Regions from separate parts of the Mus musculus genome. Here region 2 is linked to region 1. Evidence: chromatin contacts called from public promoter capture Hi-C data. All regions are on one chromosome and are shown on one strand. The core of a region is the stretch at or near the end of the contact, and the rest is flanking DNA. Distances in the headings are between cores, read along the strand shown. Region 1 has its middle 19 kb from the start of Gm33887. Region 2 overlaps Capn2 (calpain 2).

What was found. Promoter capture Hi-C pulls out the DNA fragments that hold promoters and counts their contacts.
Region 2: a contact with region 1 is called in a promoter capture Hi-C map of the C10 cell line, with 6 times the contacts expected there. The contact joins two enhancer-like sites. A contact is called at or near these places in 4 of 39 promoter capture datasets (the C10 cell line, hippocampal neurons, liver and 1 more).

What each region holds. Positions count from the first base shown.
Region 1 is chr1:182,236,207-182,240,520 of GRCm38.p6, forward strand. No RefSeq gene overlaps it. Among named protein-coding and RNA genes, the nearest start is that of Gm33887, 19 kb to the right of the region's middle. Within about 2 kb of position 2,320, at least 21 of the 459 cell types and tissues checked have an H3K27ac peak or open chromatin away from gene starts, as enhancers often do.
Region 2 is chr1:182,507,309-182,511,502 of GRCm38.p6, forward strand. All of the region lies in intron 2 of Capn2 (calpain 2), which reads right to left. Among named protein-coding and RNA genes, the nearest start is that of Capn2, 8.2 kb to the right of the region's middle. Within about 2 kb of position 2,008, at least 39 of the 459 cell types and tissues checked have an H3K27ac peak or open chromatin away from gene starts, as enhancers often do.

The DNA.
Region 1 (4,314 bases), core at 1,070-3,569:
GCCAAGGTAAGGTAACTTCTCCACAGAAGCACAACAGGCTACCGAACCTCCACACCCCACTGCATGCCCCATCCCAAGATGGGGATTCCTTGCTTTTCTTCCTCTGGCAGATACTGGAGGAAACCCTCTCTGACTTTGTTCTTAGAACAAAAATGAGCCTAGAATGCAAAATCCATGATCCTGTGGTTAGAAAATACTCCTTAAAAGCATAATTTGGGAAAGCATGACCTCAGAACACCTGCTAGCATGTCAGGGTTTGAAAAACGAGCAGTCTGATAAATGGATAGTTGCCACTCAAGACATTGGGATGGCCTTCCATAAGGTTGCTTCCCTCACCCAGGCCTTTATGGTAGCCCTAAAAAAGAAAAAAGGGAAATGTTTTAAATGTGGAAAGGAGGGACACTGGAAGGATGTACCTCCTGATTCTGGCCAACCTGTTGGGGAGAGATATCTTAAAAGCCCTAGATCTGGTCCTGTCTAGTTACCCTGGAGTTACTGGGTCTGCTGCTCCCACAGCCCAGGGAATTCTCCTATCTATGCAATTGAAAAGAATTCTGGAGGATGGTGGCTACTATAAGACCATTCAGATCTGGTGATCCTGCCAGTGGAGCCTTCTTGTCTCTGCAATCCTGGCCAATACTCTACGATTGGTCATAAATATTAAAGTTTTTTTTTTAATCTGTCCCCTACACCCCTATGATTGTCAATGTTTCACCTTTTCAGTCCCCCAAATTAACAACACTGGGCCAGCCTCCTGATATGGATGGAGAGTCCTCCCTTAAGAATGGCCAACAGCCTCACTATATGCCAGGAGGTGGTTGCTGTGACCCTGAAACCACATTTAGAAAGAGGAATGTCTACCACTACATGGATGATATCTTGACCTAGGGAGATCAAAAAGTGGTACCCCATGACTTCAAAGATTTAATAATTCCTGCTCTAACAAAAATAGGATTAAAAAGTAGCCCTGAACAAGGTACGACTCATTCCTTCTTGGCAACAGACATTTCCTTAACCTCCGTCTGTCCTCATAAGCCTAATCTAATATTCCCCAAGATGCTAAATCTCAATGTGATCTAGAGTTTCTTGGGAAACCTCAACTGGCTCTGGCCATGGCTGCCTATCCCTACAAAAACCCTGCAGCCTCTTTTTAATCTCTTCACCACCACCATCACCACCACCATCACCACCACCACCAGCATCACCCCCCCCCCACGCCCCCCTGTCCCTTCAATACTCACCTCTGAGGCCAAACAAGCTCTTTGGCAATGAGTTGATCTGGCCTGATACACACCAGACAAACCTGTCCAGCTCCTCATATTCAACCCTTTCCCAACCCTCACTGGGGCTCTGTATCAGCCTCAGAGAGTTTTGGAAAGGCTCCACTCTCCTGTTGGCAGTGCTCCCAGACTCCTAACAAGGGTTGATGCCCTGATTTCTATGATAAAGCTAGGAAGAATTACAAACACCAGGCAGGGAACCAGACTCTTTCATAAAGCCCTTTTCTCTCTCTCAGATGTCCAGTGATTACTAGAAAAAAAAAATCACCCCCTTTTGCCATCAGCCTAATGGGGTTCTCAGGGCAAATAGATAACCATTATCACAATGGGAAATTGGCCTCTGCTTTGCCACTTCTAACATTGCTCCTCACAACCAGCTTCTTTTTATGAGAACCAATTCCTGAGGCCCCTCCCATCTTCACCAAGAAGGGAAACCTGGAGGAGAGGGCATGGGGGGGGGGCTGCAGTCATATTTTCCACCCTGGAGATCAACCCCCAACTCTTCACTTCCGGGGACTCCCTGGCCACTCCCCCAATGCAGGGAAATCTGTGCTGTCTGTCTACATGGCCCTTAAGAAGGAAAACAGCCCTTTCAACTTATTTTATGACACCGTATGAGGTTATCTTACTCCCCTGGCTCTCTGGATCTTTTGTCTGGCGTCTTAGTTTGGGTTTCCACTGCTGCAACGAGACACCATTGTTGAACTTTGCCTCTCCCCAGAATAGCTGTTGCCATTTTCTTCCAGGCCCGCCAGCTATTTCATACGGTTGCTGTAATGTGCCTGTCAGTCATTGACACGGGAAAAATAACTTGACTCAGAGCAGGGGCATGCTGACCACATCCCCTGTTATGTTCTGCATGCTCTAGAGGAGGTTTGTTAATCTTAACAAATTCCACAAAGCTTCATGTAGGAGCCGTCAAGTTAAAGGTCAATATGAATGTTATCTCTAAAATGGCTTCAGTCAGAGCTGATCACTGGGCAGCACTCATTGTACCTGTGTGTGAGCTCATGCTGGCTTTGTGCTTTGTCCTTTATAAGCTGACTGAAAAAGATGTTTGTTACCATGGCTCAGCTCCCAAGGTCTAGGCTGAGCCAGAGTCCCTGAATGCTCAGTATTAGGGTGTGCACTCAATAATTTATTTTTGTTTATCTGAGATTGATGTTTGCATGGTTTGTGTGGCAAATCCTGAACCCCAACAACCATGACCAGGGCAACTCTTATAAAGGACAACATTTAATTTCAGCTGACTTGCTAGTTCTGAGGTTGAGTCCACTATCATCATGGCAGAAAGCATGGCAGTATCTCTGGCATCTCTAACATTTTGGGGTCTCCAAGGCAACTTCAATTTTATAGCTTCTTGTTCCAATGTCTGGGATTCACACATGATCTTCTGGGCTCCTCCAAAGGGCTTGGGTCACTTCTCCAGCTCTGCCTTCTGTAGTATTACAAGGTCTGGTTTACTCCACTCCACTGTCACTGCTGTTCTTGGTGGTCATCCCATGGTACTGGCATCTCTAATATGCTGGAGTATTCCCCTGCAGTTAGGTTTCACCAATAGCCTCTCATAGCTCCCTTCATGGGGACAAGCCTCAACTTCTTTGCATGACTCCTGCAGTTTGGGCTGTCAGTTGCAACTGAGGCTGCACCTTCACTAATGGCCTTCCCTGGCCTCTCAAAGTGCCAAACCTCAGCTTCATACCTTCAAAACCAGTACCACCTGGGTGACTCTCACACATTACCAAGTCCAGCTGAAGTATGAGGTACAAACCTGGCTATTTCTGGAACACAGCTTCTTTGTGCTCTCAGAAAGCACTTCCCAGAAGATTTTATCTCAGTGATGCTGGTCTCTTCTTAATTATCACTAACTTCTTAGCTCCATCTAAGCAGCATCAGTTGTCCCAGTAGTTCATTTTATTCTTGACTCTAAAGCTAGAGTCTCATGACCCAAGCCACAGAGTTCTGCTGCTTGCTGGGGCTGGAACATGGCTCCCCTCTTCATTACAATAATGGCCCTGTCTTCACCAGCATTTATTTATTTATTTATTTATTTATTTATTTATTTATTTATTGGTTTTCTTGAGACAGGTTTCTCTGTGTAGCTCTGGCTGTCCTGGAACTCACTTTGTAGACCAGGCTGGCCTCGAACTCAGAAATCTGCCTGCCTCTGCATCTCGAATGCTGAGATTAAAGGCGTGTGCCACCACGCCTGGCTCTACCAGCATTTATTTTAAAGCATTCTGTTCTGCATGGAAAATTGCTCACTGTATGGGGTCCCTTATAATCCCCAAGGACAAGGAAAAATTGAAGGACACATCAATCCCTCAAAACCCAGCTAACAAGGCAAGACACAACCTCTTACCCCCTTATGTCTAGTTGTCAATGGCTCTAACAACAATAAACATTCTTAATATATATGAAAACATAAACTATCCTCCCATTATTCTTAATTGGTATACACTACAATTAACACCCCTCCCCCTTGTTGGTGAGATGACAGGACCCCCTAGATAGGTTCTGGAAGGAAACTGACCCCCTCCTCACAACAAAAAGTGGTTTTATTTGTGTATTCCCCTAAGATCAACCATGCCCTACCTGGATATCAGCACAAAAAATTTGACACCTTACTGATCACCAAGCAGATAGCTCATCTTTCACCTAGTCCTGACTGAAAGGGAAGGGCAAGATCTAGAAGGAGACACCTGTGACCAAGGAATGAGATTGCCTGGAAGGACATTCATGACCTGGTGGCAACCATACAACACATTTCTTCCTCAGACTTCCCTCTCTGCTGTTTTAATGGCAGTCTTTGTTACATTGCAGGCCCATCCTGCCACCCCACAACCCATAATTCCCTCCCCAACATCTACCACTGGTGTTTTCTGCTTAGGAAACCTATGATCATAGGAATCAGAAGACTGTGTCTACAGACTGCCCATCCACGCATGCCAAAACCTTCTTTCTATTTCTGTCTACCCTAACTCCACCTCTGTGACTCTCAGCCCCTTTCTCTGCTTCCCCTATTGACAAAAGG
Region 2 (4,194 bases), core at 758-3,257, 270 kb after region 1:
GGTAAGGTCTTGCAACATAGATCAGGTTAGCCTGTTAGCAATCCTCCTGTCTCAGCTTCCTGAGTACTGGGATTGCAGGCATGCACCACTGTGCTTGACATCTCTATATGTTACGTTAAAAGAGATGCCTGCCTAAGATCAAAAATTCAGGTGACAGCAGATGCTAGCGAGGATGTGGAGAAAGAGGAACACTCCTCCATTGTTGGTGGGATTGCAAGCTTGTACAACCACTCTGGAAATCAGTCTGGCAGCTCCTCGGAAAATTGGACACAGTACTACCGGAGGATCCCCCAATACCTCTCCTGGGCATATATCCAGAAGATGTTCCAACCGGTAAGAAAGACACATGCTCCACTATGTTCATAGCAGCCTTATTTATAATAGCCAGAAGCTGGAAAGAACCCAGATGCCCCTCAACAGAGGAATGGATACAAAAAATGTGGTATATTTGCACAATGGAGTACTACTCAGCTATTAAAAAGAATGAATTTATGAAATTCCTAGGCAAATGGTTGGACCTGGAGGGCATTATCCTGAGTGAGGTAACCCAATCACAAAAGAACTCAAATGATATGTACTCACTGATAAGTGGATATTAGCCCAGAAACTTAGAATACCCAAGATATAAGTTACAATTTGCAAAACACATGAAACTCAAGAAGAACGAAGACCAAAGTGTGTACACTTTGCCCCTTCTTAGAATTGGGAACAAAACACCCATGGAAGGAGTTACAGAGACAAAGTTTGGAGCTGAGACAAAAGGATGGACCATCTAGAGATTGCCATATCCAGGGATCCATCCCATAATCAGCCTCCAAACGCTGACACCATTGCACACACACACTAGTAAGATTTTGCTGAAAGGACCCTGATATAGCTATCTCTTGTGAGACTACGCCGGGGCCTAGCAAACACATAAGTAGATGCTCACAGTCAGCTATTGAATGGATCACAGGGCCCCCAATGGAGGAGCTAGAGAAAGTACCCAAGGAGCTAAAGGGATCTGCAACCCTATAGGTGGAACAACATTATGAACTAACCAGTACCCCGGAGCTCTTGACTCTAGCTGCATACGTATCAAAAGATGGCCTAGTCAGCCATCACTGGAAAGAGAGGCCCATGCAAACTTTATATGCCCCAGTACAGGGGAATGCCAGGGCCAAAAAGTGGGAGTGGGTGGGTAGGGGCGTGGGGGGGAGGGTATGGGGGACTTTTGGGATAGCATTGAAAATGTAAATGAGGAAAATACCTAATTAAAAAAAAAGAGATGCCTGCAAATCCTAAGAGAAGAGCATCATACAAAATTCTTGTCTGGTATTCTTTGAAACTGGCACGTTTAACAAGAACAAGATGGGACTGAGGAGCTGTCACAGTTGAGAGGTGCCCTGGGGGCCAGTACGGCGATGCAATGTGGCATTCTGGAGAGACCCTGAGATGCAAAGGGTCACTGGGGAAACCTGAGGAGTCTGTGTGAAGCACTGACCTTAGGAGAATGCACTGATGCTGGTTCATCTATGGTAGTAAACGTATCACACTCATGTGCGATGTCATTAAGACTGGAAACTATTCTGATTCTCTGCAGCACCTGCTTGGTTCTTCTGTAAATCTAAATTTATTCTAAAAGCACAAAATTTCATCTATTAAAATGAAACAAACAAACAAACAAACAAACAAACAATGCCTATTCCAAAGGGAAAGCAAAACTCACAAAAAATGGGTGGCCTGCCCAAATCATAAGGGCTCCTCTGTGTGGGGAGAGTAAGACCAGACCCACCATCAGGGCCCCAGCTCCCACAGAGCTGCCTTCCTGCTGCATCTCTGATGAGGGAAACACAGGGAGACTGTCCAGAAGAGCACCCAGCAGCCAAACACCGCCTGGTAGGTGTTCTGGGAGCCAAATGAAGGTGCAGCCAAAGTGGCCCACTTCAAGGGCCCAGAGATCACAGACCTACTGTTTGAACAGCTGTGTCAGCACTGGAAACCATATGCTCTCGCCTGGCCCTCAGAGCCTGCTGGGCACAGGATCCATCCCCATCAGCAGTTACAGAGAGCTGAGAGGCTGGCCTCTGGGCCGGCCTAGCTGAGTGAGGCTCAGCCTTTCCTTCCCAGCCTTCCTTGAAGAAGGGCAGAATCTTTTCCTGTGCTGAGTCCATGCCTTGGCCAACCACGTTCTGCAATGCAGGCGGGAGCACCGCTGTGCCTCTGTGTATGCCCATGCCCATGCACACGCACATAAACACACACACACACACACACACACACACACACAGGGAGGGCGGGGGAGAGCATTTGAGGCAGGGCCAGAAGCTGAGCCTCCCAGGAATGCAGGTGAGAGACTGAGTAAAGCACTTGAGGGCAGCACTGTAAGGGGTGTGGGAGGGTGTGGACAGACGCAGGGACGTGTGTACAAGTCCAAAGAGGGCATTTGCCCAGGCTCACTGGGCAAGTGAACACATTTGGGTAGGGGGCACAAATGGAGAAAATGAAACATCCTCTCTCAGCTCGGCATGGAGGACTCAGACCCCGTCAGTTATAAAATGAGTGCAGTACTTGGCATCAGACCAGGGCTCTCACAGTGACTGGGGCGCAGCCTTACATGGACCCTCCTGCCTCTGCACTTTCGGGTTTTCAGATCTGCATAGCATGCGTAAGACTGTCTACTTGGGATTCGGGATGCCACAGTGTAACCAAACCCAACCCAACCCAACGCCACCATCTGGCCCAAACGCCATTGTTTCACAGGCGATCCCTTTTGCTCACCTACCGGACCAAGGAATGGGAAAAAGCTGGCTGTGCACAGGCTCAATTTTAGTGATTGACTGTCTGCTGCCACAGGGATTGAACCTAGGACCTCATCCATGCATGCTGGCCAAGCACTGTACTGCTATCCCACCCCACAGCAAGAATAGCTTTCGAGGGCTGAATGCCACATACCAGTGGGTTTGATAGCATCTTATTTACCCTTCCTTCCTTCTGCAGTTTGGGACAACTGAGGTCCTCAGGGATGCCTGGGCCACGGTCTCCCAACTGCTGACATTACTGGAACCCATGTCTCAGCCACAGCCCTGATCTGTTGCTTCTCAGCCTTTTGGGATTTGGAGATGTTAGTCCCAACCCTGCAGAGCCTGTGTCTGCCACAGCCCTTCTATTGCCTCTGAGCCTTGTGGGACTTGGCGATGGTACCCGCCCTTCAGGATCTCATGCCCAGAGGTCAGCGTAAGGGTGAGAGTTCAGTAAGCTGCATTTCACCACCCATGATCTCCTTAGAGTCCTCCAGAATAAAAAGCCAAACGAAAATAAAATGGCTTATCTGCTACTTCCAGAAACCTTAAATGCTAGACCAATTACGGAGAAACTTTAGGAAGGTTTACATTTCTCTTCTGGACATATAGCAAACAGCTTCTCCCAGGAGTTTAACCCTTGTGGCCCCTCCCAAACTGCCTGATGGAACCGAAATGGGTCTTTTGTTTTGTTTTGTTTTGTTTTGTTTTGTTTTGTTGAGACAGGGTTTCTCTGTATATCCCTGGCTATCCTGGAGCTTGCTCTGTAGACCAGGCTGACTTCGAACTCAGAAATACGCCTGCCTCTGCCTCCCAAGTGCTGGGATTAAAGGCGTGCGCCACCACTGCCCAGCGCGAAATGGGTCTTAACTCAGGTACTTGTTCTGTGCGGCTCGCCCCTTAGGCCGTGGGCAGACTTTTGAAGTGGCTGTATAGGCTTCGCTAGCACTCAGCAACTGCTGTATTTTCCTAGATCCTTCAAATGCTCCCAGGTTGGTCAAAATCTCAATCAACTTCCAGCCCTGTCACCTCCATTTCCTCTAAGCAGTGGCTTGTCCCCACAGGACACTCATCTTAGGCATCTAGGATGCCTGGTCTGCTCTCTTTCCTGGCGAGAGAGGGCAGAGGCGGGAGGCCTGCTTTCTGCAGTGAGAAAACTCTATGGAATTTTAGGAATCCTCACTCAGCAAAGTTGTGTTCCAACTGGGTTCTGTTCTCTCTAGAGGTTGCCCTGTCCTGAGAGTTTGCACAGGCTAGCACATCCCCCACAGGGTGGTACTTCTGCAGGCCTCTTTCTAGGGAGGCCATCTTGGCACTTAAAGCACTAGTGCTGGGGTCAGACAAATGTGTCTGAACACCAGGCCTGTTCTCTCTGGTATGGCAATGCTCATCTGTAAAATGAGAGCGATCGGGG